Linked DNA regions of Macaca mulatta: region 1 is linked to region 2. A link is a contact called in public Hi-C data. All regions are on one chromosome and are shown on one strand. The core of a region is the stretch at or near the end of the contact, and the rest is flanking DNA. Distances in the headings are between cores, read along the strand shown. Region 1 holds the start of PSMD11 (proteasome 26S subunit, non-ATPase 11). Region 2 holds the start of C16H17orf75 (chromosome 16 C17orf75 homolog).

The links. Hi-C and Micro-C count contacts between places; a contact is called where the count stands out from the background.
Region 1: a Hi-C map of blood shows a contact between it and region 2, with 2.7 times the contacts expected there. The contact joins the promoter of PSMD11 here to the promoter of C16H17orf75 in region 2. A contact is called at or near these places in 2 of 14 Hi-C or Micro-C datasets (blood and cortical neurons).

Annotation. Positions count from the first base shown.
Region 1 is chr16:42,003,327-42,009,626 of T2T-MMU8v2.0, reverse strand. PSMD11 (proteasome 26S subunit, non-ATPase 11) reads right to left here and starts at 3,935. Exons shown (of 14, transcript XM_015119044.3): 1 at 3,831-3,935; 2 at 1,380-1,481. The coding sequence starts at 3,921.
Region 2 is chr16:41,909,654-41,916,105 of T2T-MMU8v2.0, reverse strand. It overlaps C16H17orf75 (chromosome 16 C17orf75 homolog), which reads left to right and starts at 2,349. Exons shown (of 10, transcript NM_001257907.1): 1 at 2,349-2,519; 2 at 3,239-3,319; 3 at 4,578-4,703; 4 at 6,154-6,297. The coding sequence starts at 2,380. It also overlaps the pseudogene LOC144335560.

The sequences.
Region 1 (6,300 bases), core at 2,686-5,185, 92 kb before region 2:
TGCAGTGAGCCGAGATCGCACCATTTGCACTCCAGCCTGGGCAACAAGAGCAAAACTCCGTCTCAAAAATAATAATAATTAAAAAAAAAAAGAGTTCATAGCAATCAAAAACCATTACGTATGGTTCTTCTTATAGCTACTTAACGATGTTTTAAGTAAGATATAAGGCCCATGTAAACACATCCTCACAATTTCATACATCTTTATTCAGCTCTATAGACTGCGCCTAATAATAAGTTAGTGATCTTTAATTGAAAAAAATCACTGGCTGGGCACAATGGCTCACGCCTGGAATCCCAGCACTTTGGGAGGCCAAGGTGGGTGGATCATGAGGTCAGGAGTTCGAGACCAGCCTGATGAACATGGTGAAACCCCGTCCCTATTAAAAATACAAAAATTAGCCAGGCGTGGTAGCGCGCGCCTGTAATTCCAGCTATTCCAGAGGCTGAGGCAGGAGAATCGCTTGAACCCAAGGGGCAGAGGTTGCAGTGAGCCCAGATCGCGCCACTGCACTCCAGCCTGGGTGACACAGTGAGACCCCGTTTTGAAATAAGAAAAACATCTTTAGCTCTCAAGTTCAAGAAGTTGTGCCAACTAACCCCCATTATTCTCTTAAACAACATAATTTTAGGGGAAATAACTCATGAGGTCACTTAACAGATCTTAATCCAATTTAATCAAATGAGCTCTAAATTCACTTTAAACTTAACAAAAACCACCCATTTGAAGTTAAACAGACTTCTCTTTAAATACTATTACCACTTTACTGGTAAAAGGTCCTTCCTGATCAAAAGGACTCCCTTCTCATTCCAAGGACACACCCATCATCAGAATATTATGTCAAATCTAATCAGTCAATGGTTTAATTACAACTAGAATGTCTGAGCAATGATGTGCACAAAGTCCTAGGTACAAATGGAGAAGTCTTAGGAAGACTCCATTTAATGTCTTATTCTTATTCTTAATCAATCAGAAAAAAACGACAGTGAGTCACTTGTATACAAAATCCTTTGTCATTTTTGAATCTGGCGCTTAAAGTTGTTATCTATCTTAAATACATCAGAGTTGCTCAGTGAAATTATTGAAGACTGTTGCTGCCTCTATGTGAGGGAATACAGTGAGAATTCAAAAACCAGAAACAAATCAGAAATCACTATATCCCAACAAAAATAAGATTGTCTCTCATTTGCAAAACTAAACTACCATGAAAGAACTGAGTTTAAAGGCCACTTAATTGCCTGGTAAAAAACTGAAACTCAACAAGTTGCCAAGAAAATAAAGTTGAATTCAGTTTGTGGATCAGTCCCATGATTCTTCACTCCAACAAAAGACGGGAATTTCACTCAGCATTTCAGGTACAATCCATGTGTAGCACTTACCTGCAGCTTGTCCAGTCTTTGCCAGGAGAGATCCCAGTTCCAGGATGCTCTGCTCTTTGACTTGCACTGCCTCCTCATCGTTTTCCTGAATGTCACGCTTCACTAGGAGAGGAAAATGCAAACCCTCTTAAAATTCTTACCAAAAAATGAAGACTGAGGGAAATTTCACCCTCATAAGATCCATTACAAACTCAAACATATTTACCAAAAGACAAATTCTAGAGTTAAAAAAAACTCTAAGTCAGGAAAAAAAAAAGATAATATATACATAGAATATGTTCCATGTAAATCATAAAAAACAGGATTCTTCTCTTTGATTTTAAATGTGCCTTTTCATTCTACCCACCAGATTTTTGCTTACCTATATACACTAAGTTTCCGTTGTGGTCACTTGGTTAAAGCAAAATTAAAACAAAACAAATCATTCATACTTATGGTGCCAAGATCTATGCCAGTCACTATGTTATGTGAAGATATTAAACATGCCTGTGCATTTATGCCACAAACCAAAATCAATTGACCAAGTTATTGATGCCTGTAAGTCAAAAGCCTTTCAATAAACTTTATGTCTGTGCAAAGCCTCAGCTGATGGGTGTGTTAGGGATAAGCAGGTCTATAAAGCCATTCAAGAAAAACAACCCTATCAAAGCCCCAGTGTGATCCTGCACAGCTACACTTAGGAGACACTGCTGCTTTTTAATGCACTGAGGTCTGTTAAAATAACTTTGTGCTATCTGTCCTATTTTCAACAGCTAATAACTATTTTAACATGCAAGCATGGAATAGCCTCTCCAAGTTTGTAGTGATCATCACTGGTTACCACTACTCTTACAAAGAAAGCATCATGACTTGACAAAAACCAAGATTTTGATACTCCATGATGGAGTCCAGAAAAAGTAAGGCCGTCAACCATGATGACTCAAGCTTGCTCTAACAGTGAAGCTTTCAGGGAACTCTCCCCTAGAATAGTGGGCCAACAGGAAATACTCTAATTGTAATGTTTAACATAATTTCTACTTTATGAAAGACAAAATATTAGGCACTAGGCACAGACAATTAAAATTCATGCTCCTCACATTAGTTCTAAATAATAATGTGTACTCAGAATAAAATACCCATGTAACGGTGAATGAGATGACTCTGGTTCCGTAGAAGCAACTGACCTAAGTCAAGATCAGAACTTTTCAAAAGAAACACCTTTTACCAATATCGCTCAAAGATACATCTTGACGCCCACCTCCTCTCCTTCTCTAGTATCCCCAATGATAAAGTATCAAGATCTTGTCATTGTCCTTTCTCCGTGCAGGTCTGGAATACCAAAATTCAACACACTATGTCAAATGCCAACATCTTGCAAGTCCCACATACAGGTGCATTCTCATACTACTTGTTGAGCTAATTCAAATCTTCCCAAGCTACACTAAAAAGATCCCATTACATGTACAGTGAAGAGCTGGTCCAAGCCCTAACTGAATCCTTTATGAGTGAACATTTAAGTCTTCCTCTGTCATAAATTTCTGTTCACACTTGAATCCCAACAGAAAGCTGCAGGAAACGACTGGCTGGGGTTGTCATTTCAGTTTTCCTGTTGTGTGCAGGTGTAAGACCATCATATTACAATGCTAAGAAAATTTTAATTTTTCCGGCAACATGCAGCCGACCCGTTCCAAAGAATTCCCTGAACTCTGCGGCTGACAACTAACTCCCTTAACTCACTTCCAATCCCTACAGGGAGTCTGGAAAGATTAGTCACCTCCTCTAGCCCGGCGGTCCCGCTCCAACACCTCACTCTTACACCCTACACAAGGCAGATGAGCGTCTCGGCCACCTCCACAAACCAAATGCCAACCTGAGGTGTGTGTCACCCCTGAATTTCCCACATTCTGAAAGAGACCCTCCTCTTAGTGGAGCTTTCCGCCGTGGGGCTGGGGAGTAGCAGCTCCCAGCGTCCCATGGAAGGAAACTCCCAGAGAAGAGCAAGCGCTCGCGCTCCCACCCGGAGCAGACTGTGCTGATTACAACGGCGGGAAATGCCTGTCCTGAGCTGGTTTCGCCAAGGCCTTTCAACTAGAGACTCTAGGACCAGTCCGTGACAAGCACGCCGGCCGGCACTACTCCGGGTCCCAGACCAGCTCGTGCGGGCCAGAGCCGGGGACACAGCTAGGGAGGGGTGGGGGCCCGGCTCGGCCCACTCTCCCACCCTACGCTAAGCCCCCCGTGAGTCAGCAGCCGGCGACGGGACCTGGGGATTGCCTCAAGCCCTCCCACAAGAGTGAGACCCGGGGGGCTCTGGGGAGCTCCGAGCGGCCTGCGCCCCCAGCCCGGCCCCCCTCACACACACAGTGAGTCAGCAGCACCAGAGCCGGCTAGCCCGGCCCCTCTCCGCTGCCGCCGACCGACATAAGCCGAGCTGGGCCGGCGGGGCCGGGGAGACGGCGCGGCGACCTTTACCGATGGAGTGGAGGATGTCGATGGAGGCCTCCCGGTCGGTGCTGAGCAGAGACTGGGCTCTCTGGAACTCCACCACTGCCGCCGCCGCCATCTTACTGCTCTCACACCGTCCCCGGCCGCGGCCGCCGACGCCGGAAACACACACCCGGAAAGCCCGCCCTCGCGTCCCTCCGCCTGTAGCTCCCGCGGCTCCGTTCCCAGAGCACTCCGGGAGTTGTAGTCTCTCGGAGCGCCTCGCCCGTGGGCTGCAAGCTCCCCAGCGCCGCCTAGCGGGCGGCCGGCGAGGAAAAGAGGCGGTGCCCCGCAGTGGGAGCTCAAGATCGGTCCCCGCCCACCCCAAAAGAGGCTTCTTGATTCCGGCCCCGCTCGCGCACCCCTGAGAGGGATTCTTGAGTACCGAGCTAGGTCTTCAGTCAAAGCTGTGTGGCTTTCTTTGCGGCTTCCACGATTTAACCATTCATTCAGGACTATAAGTGACCTTATAAAGTGCTCGCTATGTGGCAGACAAAGAATAGCACCATTCGAATGCGTTCCAGTGTCTGACGCCTGTACGCCGCACACACGCTTTCCAGGCTTGACTCCCGCAGAACGCTAGCCGGCAGGAGGGCAAACCCGCCAGAACCGGAGAAAACTGTCCTTCTCACGCGCCCACTTAACCTTGGGACAGTGCTGGACGTGATGAAATGAAACATCACCTTTGCTCCATTCACGCCACAAACACCTCTTGGGAATCCACAGAAGCCTCACCCAGCTCCCCAGCTCAAAAAAAAAAAAAAAGGAAGAAAGAAAAAGAGAAATTGAATTATTCTTCCCAATATCTTCAGTCCCTTCAACTAAAGTCACAGATATCAGTGAAGACGTCGTGTGGACGGAAAAATGACATTCTATGAGACCACTTAGGGTTAAACTTAAGAAAGATGCTAAAAGGGTACAAAGACAATTCGGTATAAGGAAGACCTTTCTCTAGGCGATGACGATCCAAAAATGGAATGTGCTGTCCCATAAAAGGACGCATAAAGGGGACTAACATTGCACACGCTCTTCTGTAAGTGGATTAGGCCATTTATATTCCTCTATCTCCTTTTATTCTCCCAACGATGTTCTGTAAAGAAGATGTTTACTCCCCTTTAGTATGTGAGGAAACAGGGGGTTTGAGTTATTTGGTGAAGCTCAAATCCTGATTGGGAAAGCTGAGAGCTGCCGGTTAAGGAATGCCCTCCTAATTCCTGGGTGTGTTCACGTGAAAAGTAGATGACATCTCATCAGGTTGTTGTAAACAGTATTCATGACTTTGATGGAGAGTTGGATTAAGTGGCTTCTAGCAGGATGCGGTGGCTCACGCCTGTAATCCCAGCACTTTGGGAGGGCAAGGTGGGCAGATCGCTTGAGCCCAGGAGTTCAAGACCAGCCTGGGCAACATAGAGAAATCCCCCACCTCTACTAAAAATACAAAAATTAGCCAGGCATGGTGGTGCACGCCTGTAGTCTCAGCTACTTGGGAGGCTGAGGGGGGAGGCTTTAGAAGAAATCGTAGGAGAGGATAGATTGCTGGTCTCACTACAAAGAGGGGGAACCATAAAACAGCAAACCCCAACATTTCTGGCACCAGGGACCAGTTTGGTGGAAGACAGTTTTTCCACAGATGTGAGGAGGGGGGATGGTTTCGGGATGAAACTGGTCCACCTCAGATCATCAGGCATTAGATTCTCATAAGAAGCAGGCAACCTAAATCCCTGGTATGCTCAGTTCACAATAGAGTTTGCCTCCTATGAGAATCTAATGTTGCAGCTAATCTGACAGGGGGCGAAGCTCAGGCGTAATGCTGGCTCCCCAGCCACTCACCTCTTGCTGGGCGGCCTGGTTCCTAACATGCCACTGACCAGTAGTGGTCCTTGGCCCAGGGTTAGGGACCCCCACTGTAAAAGACTAGGAGTGTCTGCCAGATCTTTCTCCCAAGCTAGTGAGTCTTGCTGACTGTGGAAACTTATGAGCCCATCCCTGTATGATCATCATGGTGAAAGTTTTGAGATGAACTAGACATGTCTCTTGAGGAATTTGGCATGTGTGCACATTCATGAAGATGGTCACCCACTTCTAGCCTGCAGAATTATGAATTAGGGAAGCTGGCTGGCACACTCTACAATAGGACCAGGAGAAAAGACAACAATAGGGTAGCTTCCACTCCTGTGTTTGACATGGTAAGGTTCTTATGAGCCAAGAGGATGCTGAAAAGGTAGACCAGGCCGCGCGCGGTGGCTCACGCCTGTAATCCCAGCACTTTGGGAGGCCGAGGCGGGCGGATCACAAGGTCAGGAGATCGAGACCATCCTGGCTAACATGGTGAAACCCCGTCTCTACTAAAAATACAAAAAATTAGCCGGGCGCGGTGGCGGGCGCCTGTAGTCCCAGCTGCTCGGGAGGCTGAGGCAGGAGAATGGCGTAAACCCAGGAGGCGGAGCTTGCAGTGAGC
Region 2 (6,452 bases), core at 1,100-3,599:
TCTTTCTTTCTTTCTTTCTACCCTGTCTCTATAAAAAATAAAAATACAGCTGTTTCCTGAGTGAGATTTGGTTTTCAGTCCGGGCAAATGAAGACCATTTTGGGGTTAAAAGGGCTCTTTTTTCTCCATTCCTTGATATGGACCTGTGCTGGGGACTGGTCAGCTATTCAAGTATCATGCACCCAGTTTTGGTTCTGTGCCAGGATTAAACCCATGATATTTCACAATTTGTATATGAACCCCGATGAAGTGTTTCTAGGAGGTGGTTGCCTTGTAACCTATGTTTTGCCAAATATCTACTATGAGTTTTTCTACCATCCTCGTGACTGTGGTATTGTAACTTAACCTCTCCAGGAAGTTCTGCTTAAAACTAAAATCAAGTGTATCTCAAGAGACTACTGTCCGATCTGAAATGCCTCTGTCGTGTGTTGTCCGCAATTAGAATCCTCTTTTAAATGTAGTTGAAATGAGAGATAAGGAAACTGACAATGTTACTAAATGGGAGATAGAGGTGAGGATACACATTGTGAATGAAGACATGGCAGTAACTTCTGCAACACAATCTTTTAAGAATGTGACTGCTGGCCGGGCACGGTGGCTCAAGCCTGTAATCCCAGCACTTTGGGAGGCCGAGGCGGGCGGATCACAAGGTCAGGAGATCGAGACCACAGTGAAACCCCGTCTCTACTAAAAATACAAAAAATTAGCCGGGCGCGGTGGCGGGCGCCTGTAGTCCCAGCTACTCAGGAGGCTGAGGCAGGAGAATGGCGGGAACCCGGGAGGCGGAGCTTGCAGTGAGCCGAGACCGCGCCACTGCACTCCAGCCTGGGCAACAGCGTGAGACTCCGTCTCAAAAAAAAAAAAAAAAAAAAAAAAAAAAAAAAAAAAAAGAATGTGACTGCTATACTCCCTTGTTCATCAAATGAGTACCCTTATTGCAAGAGAAGAAACTGTGCTATCCACTTTGATATTGAGAGGCAATTTGGAATCTCTGCTGGGATTGCTTAGGACTGAGGATTTAATGTGCTATTTTGTGAAAATCTGAGAAGCAGGAAGGGGATTTAATGATCTCAACTGTTATCCATCTGAAAAACCTAACTTGTAATTTTAAATAAAATGGCAGGCTGCCTTCCAGTATTCCCTTTTTAAAGTAGGAACTGCCCCTGCTTTTAACTTTATGAAGTTTTATTTATGAATAAAGTTTGTACTACTAAAAAAAAATACAAAACACATGCACACACACGGTGGCTTAAAACAATGGAAATGTATTGTTTCACAGTTCTGGATGCTAGAAGTTGACATGGAGGTGCTGGTGGGGACATACTCTCTTGAAGCCTCTAGTGGAGAATCTGTTCCATGTCCTCTCCTAGCTTCTGGTGATGACCATTAATCCCTGACATTCCTTGGTTTGTAGACACATCACTGCAGTCTGCCTCCTCCTTCACGTGGTGCTATGGTTTAAGTGTTTGTCCACTCCCAAATTCATGTTGAAATTTAACTGCCATTGTAAGACTATTAAGAAGTGGGGCCTTTAAGAGGTGATTATAAATTGCCCACTCTTTGGTATCCTTTTATAACATCATAAAATGAACTGAGACAGAAAACTGGTACTGGAGAATAGGGTGTTGCAGAAACAAACACCTGAAAATGTGAATTGGTGTTAGAACTGGGTAATGGGCAGAGACTGGAAGGGCTGCTGGGATTACAGGCGTGAACCACCACGCCTGGCTAATTTTTTGTACTTTTGGTAGAGACAGAGTTTCACCATGTTGCCCAGGCTGGTCTTGAACTCCTGACCTCAAGTGATCCGCCTGCGTCGGTCTCCCAAAGCACTGGGATTACAGGCGTGAGCCACCGTGACCGGCCTTTTAGTTTTTACATAGTCAGATTTTTAAAACGTTTTCCTGTATGATTTCTGTTTTATTATGTTTGGAAAGACCTCCTTAACTTCAAGAATTAACATTATCCCATATTTTCACTTTAACAAAATTCATTTTAAATTCTTAACTTTTTTATCGAACGGGTGTCTGTGCGTGCTGGCACGCGAACAAGGAGGCAGACAAGTAGCCTTATTCTTTTCCATGTGGCTAGGCAGTTGTGCCACCCTCATCACATAGTAAGTTTCCTAGACGACTCAAAGGAAAATAAGTTCAAAATAAATGGTAAAAGTTTTTCAGTAAAGGCGAACTCAGTACGCCTGTCAGCCCCTGTGGGGTGAAAAGCCTCCCTTTCCAGGGCAGTCTTTGCCTGCGAACCCGGGAAAACCAGCGGAACGCAGGTGTGCGAGAGCCGGGAGCCGGACGAGCCCGGATACTGACGGCTGCACGGCAGCAGGGGAGCGGTTTGGCGGAGACACAGGGCCACCCAGAGGCCGTCGCGATGCTCCCCTCCTTGCAGGAATCGCTGGATGGAGATGAAAAGGAGCTAGAGAGTAGCGAGGAGGGAGGCTCAGCCGAGGAGCGGAGACTCGAGCCGCCGTCCAGCAGCCACTACTGTCTTTACAGCTACCGCGGAAGCAGGTGCTGGCGCCCAGCTCGGCCTGCCAGCCCGCCTGCCCCTGCGGCCCCGCCCCCGGCCCGCCGCCCGGCCTTGCACCCCACCCCCGGCCCGGCGGCCCGGCCGCTCCTAAAAGCCATCTTCTCCTCTCCCAGCCAAGGTCTCTGGCCTGAAGGGCGCTCCTTGCCTCACGCTGCTCTTCCCAGCCCCCATCGTGGACTTGTATGCCTGGCCCAACTATGCCTGTGCCCTTCATCTGCCCCTATATCATCCCAGCTCCTTACTCTGCGGCTGCCCTTTGTTTAGCGCAGTGCCCCGCACGCTCAATAATTTCAGTTCCCGTCCCCTCTCCTTTCTGTCATTATCTCCCCACTTTCTCCCATTTCTGTCACACACACCCCCGTCCCCACCCTCTGGTTTTCCTCTGTTCTTGCTTCCTCTTTTCCCTTCTCCTGACTGACTTTCCTGGAACCTTCTTGGCCCTGTCAAGTTTGGTTTTTAAAGGAGTCTCCTTGAACCTTCTGGGTATTTAGCCTTTCCTCCATCCCTTAGGTGGCCTGGAGAGAGAAGGGGCTCTTGTCAGCACTGCTGTATGGGTTTTCCTTGTCATGAGGATAGGCAGTGCACTTCCACCTTGCAGCATTTTTAGTTGACTCCTTGCCTTACCCTGCTTGCAAGGCCCCCATACGCCTCTTGGTTTAGAGCCCACAATTGATAGCACTATTGGTTTTGTGGCTTGCAGATTGGCACAGCAACGAGGGGACAGTGATGACGGAAGCCCAAGTGGCACAAATGCAGAAACTCCCTCTGGTGATGATTTCAGGTAAAAAGAGCTTCACTGTAATTCATGCATGTGCTTTTATCTTCCCTGTATCTCTGGCCTGTGCATGTCAGTGGGTACTCTACTTCCACTGAGCTTTCCCTGAGTCAAACCATCAATTCCTCCTGTCCCCTAGGAACCTCATCCTGATTTCCTCATTGGCTGGTTCATTCAAGGCTGGGACAAACAAATCCACATACTTGTGCTTGGTGATTAGCTAGAAAGAAATCCTTTTTTTTTTCCTTTTAAATTGAGACCGGGTCTTGCTCTGCTGCCCAGGTTGGAGTGCAGTGGCATGATCTTGGCTCGCTGCAGCATCAACCTCCCCAGCCTCAGGTGATCCTCTCACTACAGCCTCCCCAGTATCTGGGACTACTGACCGCCACGCCTGGCTAATTTTTGTATTTCTGATAGAGAAATACGCCATGTTGCCCAGTCTAGTCTTGAACTCCTGGACTGAAGTGATCTGCCCACTTCTGCCTCCCAAAGTGTTGGGATTACAGGCATGAGCCACCTTGCCCAGTCCTGAAATTTTTGTTGTTGTTGTTGTTGTTTTTTGAGACAGTCTCCCTCTGTTGGCCAGGCTGGAGTGCAGTGGCACGATCTCGGCTCACTGCAAGCTCCGCCTCCCGGGTTCAGGCCATTCTTCTGCCTCAGCCTCCCGAGTAGCTGGGACTACCGGCACCCACCACCATGCCTGGCTAATTTTTTTGTATTTTTTTAGTAGAGACGGGTTTCACTGTGTTAGCCAGGATGATCTCAATCTCCTGACCTCGTGGTCCACCCACCTCAACCTCCCAAAGTGCTGGGATTATAGGCATGAGCCACTGCGCCCGGTCCCAGCCCTGAAAATTTTAAATCATCAATTATACCTCAATGAAGTTGAAAGATAAAAAAGATAAGAATGTGTGCAGGGGTGTGATTATAATGACTGACCATGGAATTAAGGTGGAATAAGGAGGGAAATGAGATGAGAAACTTGAGAGACTGTGAAAAAGAGGTAGGGTCAGTGGATTGGGGGTTCCAGTGGAGTCACAGTACTGGAGAGAATGAGCTGGAAAGATAGGAATATTTTAAGCTATTTGATGAGGTAGATCATACTTAGTGACATACATTCCTAGGAGCTTCACCAATAGGATTTATAAGGACAGCTTTCCCCCGTCCTTAAAAGAGCCCCTGGCTTTGGTACCATTCTGTCTGACTTAATGGGTGTGAATACACTAGTCCACTGGTAAAGAATGTGTGTCTTTCATTTGTCAAGCCTCTCCTTGGCGGATACTAATCTACCATCCGAAGTGGAGCCAGAGCTGCGCAGTTTTATTGCTAAGCGTCTTTCAAAAGGTGCAGTCTTTGAAGGGCTGGGTAATGTTGCATCTGTGGAGCTGAAGTAAGTGCAAAATGTGCTGTGTCCTGAGTTTTTGTTTCTGAACTAAATATGAGAAGTGATGAGAAACTCCAAAAGATCAGCTCCTACTAGACCTGCAGAATTTGTCTTTGTTCTCTGGCAGCCCGAGCACTGGGCCTCACACATAAACATTTGTGGAATGGAATTAATTGAATGGCAGAGACCCTGGCACGCAATTGCACTTTATTTAATTAGCTTATTTTTTTGAGACAAGGTCTTGCTTTGTTGCCCAAGCTGGAGTGCAGTGGCGTGATTACAGCTCACTGCAGCCTTGACTCCTGGGCTTAAGCAATCCTCTCACCTCAGCCTCCCAAGTATCTGGGACTGCAGGCAGGCACAACTATGCCCAACTAATTTTTAAATTTTTTTTTTTGTAGAAATGGCATCCCACTATGTTGCCCAGACTAGTAAGTTTTGTACTTAGAAGAAAGAGTTGATTATTAAAACTAAATTTGTATACAGTTTCTAAAGTATTTTCACAAACTTTTGTAGTTTTCCTTACAAAGGGGAAATATAGCAGGTACTTTTATTTTCATTTTCAGATGAGGAAATAAACTCAGAGAAGTTTATGTAAGCTCAGGTCATGAGGCTGGTCAAATTGATGGAGTTCAGGCTTAAACATGAGCATTCTTAGTTCAATTCCAACTGTCTTTCCATTACACCTCTATTTTTTTTTTTTTTCTTTTTTTTAAACAGAGATTCATTCTGTTGCCCAGGCTGGAGTACAGTAGTCTGATCTTGGCTCACTGCAACCTCCACCTCCCTAGTTCAAGCAATTCTCCTGCCTCAGCATCCCGAATAGCTGGGATTACAGGCATGCACCACCACACCTGGCTACTTTTTATATTTTTAGTAGAGATGGGATTTCACCATGTTGGCCAGGCTGGTCTCATACTCCTGACCTCAGGTGATTCACTTGCCTTGGCCTCCCAAAGTGCTGGGATTACAGGTGTGAGCCACCACGTCCAGCCTCCATTACACCTCTTAATTATAGTTCAACTCAGGCCGTGAAGTTAGCATACAGGTTCCCTCAGGAGTTTGAGGCCACATCCCAAGGATGAGGCCACCTTCAGGCACATCTGCCTGAAACATCAATTTGTAAAAGTTTGGGAGAGGGGAGAACATGCTTTTTTTAAAAATATAAACGTGGGTATGAACTAGAGTGAAATTTGTGTGAATTCTTCACGTAAGACAGGAGAATTCAAAGAAATTTCATGTATGGTAGTGGCTGCTTTAACTAAAGCCCTCCAGGGTATACATTCGTTTTTCTTTGCTGCTACAAGCACACCAACAAGAAGTCTGGGAATCTCTGAGTTAGTGGGCAGTTTAATGGTGTTGCCAGATCAAGATGACCGAAATTCAGAGCAGTCCACAAAATTATAGATGCATGAGTAACCAAAATAATGCATTTTGCATTTTCTTTCTTTTCTAGAATTCCAGGTTACCGAGTTGGTTGTTATTACTGCCTTTTCCAAAATGAAAAATTGCTTCCTGAAACAGTAATGACAGACTCTGAACATAACCCTTCAGAATATGTGGTCTGTTTTTTAGGAGGGTCTGAAAAAGGACTTGAGCTATATCCTTTCTTTGGTTTTTGAGAACATCAGGAAGAAAAACATGGGAAGGCAGGTGGAAGACTATTACTACCAACCTCCAAAAAGCTTTTCTACTCCTCGTGTATTTAGTTGAATTTCATACCTTCATGTGGCCATTTTGCCTTGGCTTGCTTGC